Linked DNA regions of Salmo salar: region 1 is linked to region 2. The links are chromatin contacts, called in public Hi-C maps. All regions are on one chromosome and are shown on one strand. The core of a region is the stretch at or near the end of the contact, and the rest is flanking DNA. Distances in the headings are between cores, read along the strand shown. Region 1 holds the start of lmbr1 (limb development membrane protein 1). Region 2 has its middle 27 kb from the start of dnajb6b.

Evidence for each region. Hi-C and Micro-C count contacts between places; a contact is called where the count stands out from the background.
Region 1: a Hi-C map of gill shows a contact between it and region 2, with 5 times the contacts expected there. The contact joins the promoter of lmbr1 here to the enhancer-like site in region 2. A contact is called at or near these places in 2 of 3 Hi-C or Micro-C datasets (gill and muscle).

What each region holds. Positions count from the first base shown.
Region 1 is chrssa29:9,484,987-9,489,303 of Ssal_v3.1, forward strand. It overlaps lmbr1 (limb development membrane protein 1), which reads left to right and starts at 1,642. Exons shown (of 16, transcript XM_014180667.2): 1 at 1,642-1,901. The coding sequence starts at 1,832. nom1 (nucleolar protein with MIF4G domain 1) reads right to left here and starts at 1,598. Exons shown (of 11, transcript XM_014180665.2): 1 at 303-1,598; 2 at 1-83. The coding sequence starts at 1,253.
Region 2 is chrssa29:9,398,955-9,402,726 of Ssal_v3.1, forward strand. No RefSeq gene overlaps it. Among protein-coding and RNA genes, the nearest start is that of dnajb6b, 27 kb to the left of the region's middle. Within about 2 kb of position 1,792, at least 8 of the 13 cell types and tissues checked have an H3K27ac peak or open chromatin away from gene starts, as enhancers often do. A contact at or near this core is called in gill, where this site is marked.

The DNA.
Region 1 (4,317 bases), core at 392-2,891, 86 kb after region 2:
AGTCTCTCCAACTCAGCTCTGCGCTTATCATCCCCGGTGTCCCGTAGGTGAGGGGGCACGTATTTTCCTGCTGACGGGACAGCCTATACATACAGAGTAGTGTTTCAGTCTCAGTCTATACATTTAGGGCCGGTTTCCCGGACACAGATTAAATCTAATGCTGGACTAAAAAGTGTTTTCAGCGGAGATTCTCCACCGAGCTTGATTTATTTTGTCCAGGACTAGGCTTAATCTATGTCTTGGGAAACTGGTCCTTAAATTTAGCTGAATTTCACAAATTAGATTCTAATTGGGCAACTTACAGTGTCAGCTTTCGGCCCTGCAAGCGTTGAGTCTCCACTCTCAACTCCCTCATCCTTTCCATTTTCTTCTTCCGAAGCTATTCCACCACTCTCATCCATCTCACTTTCGTCATCCTCATCCATTCCATCTTCTTCCTCCTCATCCATCTCATCTTCCTCTTCCTCGATGGCATCCAAGTCTCCATCTCTGTCTAGTTCACTGCCCTCCTCATCCGAGTCATCTCCTTGTTCTTCCTCCTCATCGCCGGACATTTCAGATTCACTGTCTACCAATGTCCTTAATTTCTCTTTGGCAATGTCCATGTCATCATCGCTGTCATGCATTATCCCTGAAGCTGCCGATCCAGCATCCAGCACCCCCAAAATGTAATCCAGTCCATCATCAGCGAATGACTGGGGAAGTTTTTTTTTGTTTTTCCTTTTGTTATACCCAAGAGATCGCTCCAACCTCTTAATTTCTCTGTCCTCAGCAATATTTGCTTCCAAAAGAGCTTTTTTTCTTGATTCTTCCAGTTTGTTTCTTTTCTTTTCTTTCTTAGAAGGTTTCTTAGGTCCTTTTTTCTCAGCCTTCTCTCCTGAGGCAGTCTCAACAGGAGTTGACTTGGGTTGTTGAGATACTGGCTCGTCTTTCTTTACTTTTCCAATAACCTTCTTTGTTTGTTGTTTATCAGATAGGGTTGCAACTTCTTCACTGTCACCAGTGGATGCTTTGAGAGCCTTGTAGCCTTCATAGTGATTCTTAATTTTAGCCTTCTTCATCTTTCTTTTCTCCTTACGAATTTCTTTTCTATTTTTCTTCTTAACAAACCTCAAGCCACTGCCATCTACCGTTTCTTCAGTTTCATCACAGCCTACCTTACTTTTTACAAAGTCGTTAACTGTCATCATATACTTTTGCAATTTACCAGTGTCTTTCTTTCCTTTCCTCTTTGCTTTCCCCTTGCCTTTCATCTCTGCAACAGATATAACTAACTATCGTTAACTACCTAGCTATGCTATTATTATTATTACTTGGCGAAAGACACTGACTTTTATAATTAAATTCCTTTCTGTGTCTCACCGTAGTTTAAAGCGTGTCAAGAAGCAAACAGGCTTGTTTATGATTATGAAGCAAGAAAAGCTTGTTTATGAAGCAAAGAGGTACCAAAAAGGTTCAAATAAATACAAATATAAAACCTACCAGTCGTTACCTTGGAACACAAGAAATAGATAAACAAAACTATCTTAAAACGTCAAATTATAGACACGTGTATATTCATGACGGCAGCCATTGTTGTTGACAATCGACCCAGGAAACACACGTACCGGGGGGAAAAACGGCTTCCGGGTCATTATTTTTAGTCGAGGAATGATGATGTAATTTATTTTGGGGCGTTTTTTGGGCGGTGGAAAATGAGCGGACTTCGTTGGAACGGCAACAGTGAGCTTTGGCTGTTATCTGAGCTGTTTTTCTTTTGACCATAGACAGGTTTTATGGACGTCAGTTGTACGACTGGTGTGTAGTGAGGCAATTTACTTGCATTTGCAATATGAAGAATGGAAGAAGACGATGTTACTATCAGAGAACAGAATTTCCACAGCCAAGTTCGAGAATACATTGTAAGTTCGTCTCGCTAGCTTGCTAACGTTTGATATGTGGCGATGCTGCTTACAGCTGACAGGTCAAAACTAGCTAAGCTAACGTTGGCTTGTTAGATAGCAAGTTGCACATAACTACCTACCAGTGCTAATAGTCTAAGGTTACCCACAATGTAAACGGTTGACTATGCGTTCAAAATGTATAATAGTAGTTAACTAGCTAGCTAGTTAGCCTGCTTTTATTTTAGCTCCACAACGATGGTTAGCCACGTTAAATCTCCAAGTTTTTTTAATTTATTTTTGTTTTATTTCACTTTTATTTAACCAGGTAGGCTAGTTGAGAAAAAGTTCTCATTTACAACTGCGACCTGGCCAAGATAAAGCAAAGCAGTGCGACACAAACAACAACACAGAGTTACACATGGAATAGACAAAACATACAGTCAATAACACAATAGAAAAAAAGTCTATAGACAGTGTGTGCAAATGAGGTAAGATAATAGAGGTAAGGAAATAAAATGGGTCACAGTGGCAAAATAATGACAATTTAGCAATTAAACACTGGCGTGATAGATGTGCAGAAGATGAATGTGCAAGTAGAGATATTGGGGTGCAAAGGAGCAAATAAAATAAATAACAGTATGGGGCTGCGGTAGTTGGATGGGCTATTTACAGATGGGCTATGTACAGGTGCAGTGATCTGTGAGCTACTCAGACAGCTGGTGCTTAAAGTTAGTGAGGGAGATATGAGTCTCCAGCTTAAGTGATTTTTGCAATTTGTTCCAGTCATTGGCAGCAGAGAACTGGAAGGAAAGGGTGCCAAAGCAGGAATTGGCTTTGGGGGAGACCAGTGAAATATACCTGCTGGAGCGTGTGCTACGGGTGGGTGCTGCTATGGTGACCAGTGAACTGAGATAAGGCGGGGCTTTACCTAGCAAAGACTTGTAGATGACCTGGAGCCAGTGGGTTTGGCGACGAATATGAAGCGAGGGCCAGACAACGAGAGCGTACAGGTCGCAGTGGTGGGTAGTATATGGGGCTTTGGTGACAAAACGGATGGCTCTGTGATAGACTGCATCCAATTTGCTGAGTAGAGTGTTGGAGGCTATTTTGTAAATGACATCTCCGAAGTCAAGGATCGGTAGGATGGTTAGTTTTACGAGGGTATGTTTGACAGCATGAGTGAAGGATGCTTTGTTGCAAAATAGGAAGCCGATTCTAGATTTAATTTTGGATTGGAGAGACTTAATGTAAGTCTGGAAGGAGAGTTTACAGTCTAACCAGACACTTAGAATATGTGGACATCTACAAATACCTAAGTCAGGACAGGTGCTGGTAGCGATCGGTTGAAGAGTATCCATTTAGATTTACTTGCATTTAAGAGTGGTTGGAGGCCATGCAAGGAGAGTTGTATGGCATTGAAGCTCATCTGGAGGTTAGTTAACACAGTGTCCAAAGAAGGGCCAGAGTATACAGAGTGGTATCGTCTGCATAGATGTGGATCAGAGAATCACCAGCAGCAAGAGCGACATCATTGATGTATACAGAGAAAAGAGTCGGCCTGAGGATTGAACCCTGTGGCACCCCCATAGAGACTGCCAGAGGTCCAGACAACAGGCCCTCCAATTTGACACACTGAACTCTATCTGAGAAGTAGTTGGTGAACCAGGTGAGGAAGTCATTTGAGAAACCAAGGCTGTTGAGTCCTCCAATAAGAATGTGGTGATTGACAGAGTCGAAAGCCTTGGCCAGGTCGATGAATACAGCTGCACAGTATTGTCTCTTATCGATGGAGGGTAAGTAAGTTAACTAGTTAAATAACTAGTCATTGTTCAATATGATGGTAGCGGCTACCCAATTAGCTTTCCACATTGCTTGCCTTAATCCATTAGGATTATTATCTTGCTTGCTAAGAGCTAGGACATTAACAGTTAAACACACTAAACTGCTTCTGATAGAGCTGCCTCTTACATGTTGCTCTCTTGGGCGTAAGGTTGTTGTTCAACTCAAGCTCTCATCTGTCTCATATTCTAACTATGTAAAACTGAAACTGCTTGTCTATGCTGTCTTATGGATGTGTTAATACTTGGTTTCCCAAACTCGGTCCTGCGGACCCCAGGAGATGCAAAATATTTGTTGTTGCCCTAGCACTACACTGCTGATGCAAGTAATCAACTAATCATCAAGCGTTGGTTATGTGAATCAGCTGTGTAGTGTTAGGGGCAACAACAACAAAAAACGGGAACCCATTGGGGTCCCCAGGACCGAGTTTCGGAAACGCTGTCCTAATTATAACTTGTTTAGCCTACTTTTGTCACTGGCGTCACACGTTTGACTTTCAAGTGTATATGATTTTAAAGTGTATTTGCAGCTAAACCAGGGTGTATAGGGTTTCTTGCACCAGACAGGCCAGAGCTTGTTATTGATATGTGTGAAG
Region 2 (3,772 bases), core at 542-3,041:
AAAGGCGTGTCATTAGCATATTGTATACCTCTGATGCCAATGCTGCACTGACAAAAACAAATAACATAGGAACTGTCTGGTTGAATACATTGAACTAAGTTAGTGACTGTTGATATGGCATCTGTTATTGGGAAACATTGCCCTGTCCTTCAGCATAAATGCATGGTACCCATTAGTCCAAGATGTACTCTTAAGGAGCCTCCCATTACTCCTTAAGGTCCAAGGTCCTTATGTGTTATTTTCAGAGGGAGACTGTCTCTGGCAACTAAATACTCCACCTAAACTTGAATTTATTCTCAATTGCGATACGGTTCTAGAAACATGAAGCCCTTTACTTTCATATCACATCCAAATCATTTCGCAAATGCAAAATATACACTTACTGTAGACTGTTTTAACCGGCTTCATCAGAGTTTTCAGCTGATAGTATTTTTCAGTGACAATTTGTTTCTGGCGGCCTTCTGTTGACATGCTAAATAGCTAATTAGCACTGGTGGTCCCTCGGTCTTCCATCTGTTATGCTAAACACGCACTGTAACATGGAGATATGGCCATGTGGGAACACTAACCCTACAAAAGGTGTGTATCAACTTAACCTTTTATTCCCCTATTATTTCTCACTGATATGAAAGATAAGGTCTTTATGCTTCCAAACCCATATTTATTTATTTAAACTTTAACTAGGCAAGTTAGTTAAGAACAAAAACTATTATTTTACAATGACGCCAAACCCTACCCTAACCCGGGCCAAACCCTACCCTAACCCGGACGACGCTGGGCCAATTGTGCGCCGATGACCTAAGTGATGCTGCTATCAGGGCTCTTATCAAAACTCCCCTTTACCGAAGACGCCTTCGTCCAATGACTCGTATGTGTAATGTAATGGCACAGATTCATTATCAAGGGCTAGGTACCCACATATAGATCAAAAGCAATGATGAAGTTCATTTGAGCTGACTGAAGGGCTTCAAATACGCAGCTGCAACAGAATATAGTCAAGTGACAGCGGCTCTCCACCGCAAGGTTGCGACATTGAAACACTTAGGTCAGGGTTTCCCCAACTCCGGTCGAATCACTTAGGTCATTGTTTCCCAACTCCAGTCCTCGGGTACCCCAAGCACATATTTTTGTTGTGGCCCCGGACAAGGACACCTGAATGTACTTGTCATCAAGCCCTTGACTTGTTGAATCAGATGTTTTTGTCTGGGACTACAACAAAAAAAGTGTGTGCTGTTGGGGGGGGGTACTCGAGGACCGGAATTGGAAACACTGGTCTACGTGGGCTCGCAACGCTGACAGGAGCGAGATGTTACAGCGGATTTTAACACTGACACAATTACTGCGTTCAAGGCAAATTGGAACTCGGAAGATTTAAACAAAAAAAAAAAAAAAAAAATGTTTTTTTAATGGTCATCCAACTCAGATTTCAAAGTCCGATCTCGGGTATCTTTCTAGAGCTCGACTTTCCCGATCACTGAGGTCGTGAGTTGACCTCGCAACCCCCCTCCCCGAGAACCCAAATTAACCATCACCAGCGACAACATTAGCGTCCAAAAATGTTTGAAAAAAATGCGCTCACCTTCCACCCCAGCTGAAGAAATGTCCCCGTGCCTTCGTTTACTGACCTATGTGAATTCCAATGAACCAGGTTTTGTTTTTAGCGATCCGTCTATGGTTGGAAACTGTGCGTCTCCGGAAATTCTGCTCGTGCTTGTGGTACCTCAGTGTTTGAACTGAGCAACGCTTTCTCAGATGTCATATATACATGGATAGTCTCGTGACTGTAAAACACCCGTATGCCAATAGGAGCTGTGCAATTGATGCACTCTGCGCACATGTGAACAACTGTCACTTCCTGCATTAGAGAGAGGGGGGTTGGGAACAGTTGTGAATGGTGACGCGGGAATTTGTTAATGTTCTGGAAAAGGCCAATTTGCTCGAGGGGTCATTGACATTACTCAACACCGTTTTGCGTTTCAATGCTAGAAGTGTATGAAGGAATGCGAAAGTGTTGGAAAGGTTACATTCTATCATGCAAGTTCACGCCATCTGCTGAGCAAACGTAGCCTGGTGTAGTCTGCAAATTGTGTTATTATAATCTCATTCAATGGCATAGAATAAGTAATGGTATTTTCTAAACTACATGGGCAAGAATTGAACAATTCCTGGCTATTTGGATAGATCTAAAGGTCATGCGTAGCCTAAACCTTATTTTGATCCAGTGAATAGGCAAATAACCCAATTGAAATTACAATACCCCTAATAGTAAATCTAAAATTATTCAACTAGCCTATTTAGTCTATTCCTGAATCTTTATGAAATTGACCCCAAAACGGAGCAGCCAAGCCTGCTTGGATTTCACCGACTGTTCAACTGTAATTGTACCAGCGCGAGATGACGATTACCCACAATGACACTGAAGCGGTCAAGGCCGTCTGCAGGTGCCAGGGACGCAGTCTCAATGAAAGTGATAGATAGTCTATTAATTACGGACATTGTGGCGGTCAATATCTAATTATCTTCGTGAACAGGGCCTATAAGGAAAATAGGATCAGAATATGGAGCGCAATAGATATGAAGTGGACGTTTATGGCACAATATTATATTTTGTCATGAGAGGGAGAGATAATTTTACTTTAGTGCATGTCTATGGGCCGGTTTCCCAGACACAGTTTAAGTCTTGGCCGAAAAACGCATGCTCAATGGAGAATCTCCATTGAAATTGCGTTTTATAGGACTAAGATTCATCTGTGTATAAAAACGCCCTATAATGTCTAATAATGTTATTCTTAAGCAATAAGGCCCGAGGGGGTGTGGTATATGGCCAATATACCATGGCTAAGGGTTGTACATTTCCATTTAACCCATTCAAGTTCTTGAGTCACTTCCACGTTTATACTGTCAGTGGTTTTAAGCAGTTATGATTATCAGGCCTGTATGGTTATTCATTTGTTTAGGCAAATTGTTCTAGGTTTTGATGCTCAATTGTCTTTTTAAGCAATAAGGCCCCAGGGGGTGTGGTATATGGCCAATATACCATGGCCAAGGGCTGTTCTTATGCAAGATGCAACGATATTATAAACTGGGTGGTTGAGCCCTGAATGCTGATTGGCTGACAGCCTTTGTATATCAGACTATATACCACTGGCATGACAAAACATTTATTTTGCTGTTCTTATTAAGTTGGTAACCAGTTTATAATAGCAATATGGCACCGCGGGGGTTTGTGGTATATGGGTTGAATCCAGGCACTCCGCTTTGCGTCTTGCGTAAGAACAGCCCTTAGCCGTGGTATATTGATCGTATAATTGCTTAAAAAGACAATTGAGCATCAAAATCTGGAACAATTTGCCTAAACAAATGAATAATCATATAGGCCTGATAATCATAACTGCTTAAAACCACTGACAGTAAAAACGTGGAAGTGAGTCAAGAACTTGTGTGGGTTAAATGGAAATGTACAAAAATCAAAGCCAAGGTATGTGACACTCCCCCAGTCGTGCCTGGGCGTGCTTAACCATGACGCAACATCACATCAGAAACAGAGCATCATGGTGAACTTTTATGCAAATATGGTGACTCTGTCATTGATAAGATATTATTTTAATTTGATCAAACTTCACTATTTATTTATAAATAGAAGGAAATAGTGAATTGTATTGCAGTTACTTTTAAGCATTTTTCTTTTGTGTCAAATTCAGTGTAAACTAGGCATACCTATCAATCAGTGCGCTCATCTCTTTTCCTTCAGGTGCATAAATTGGCCACACGA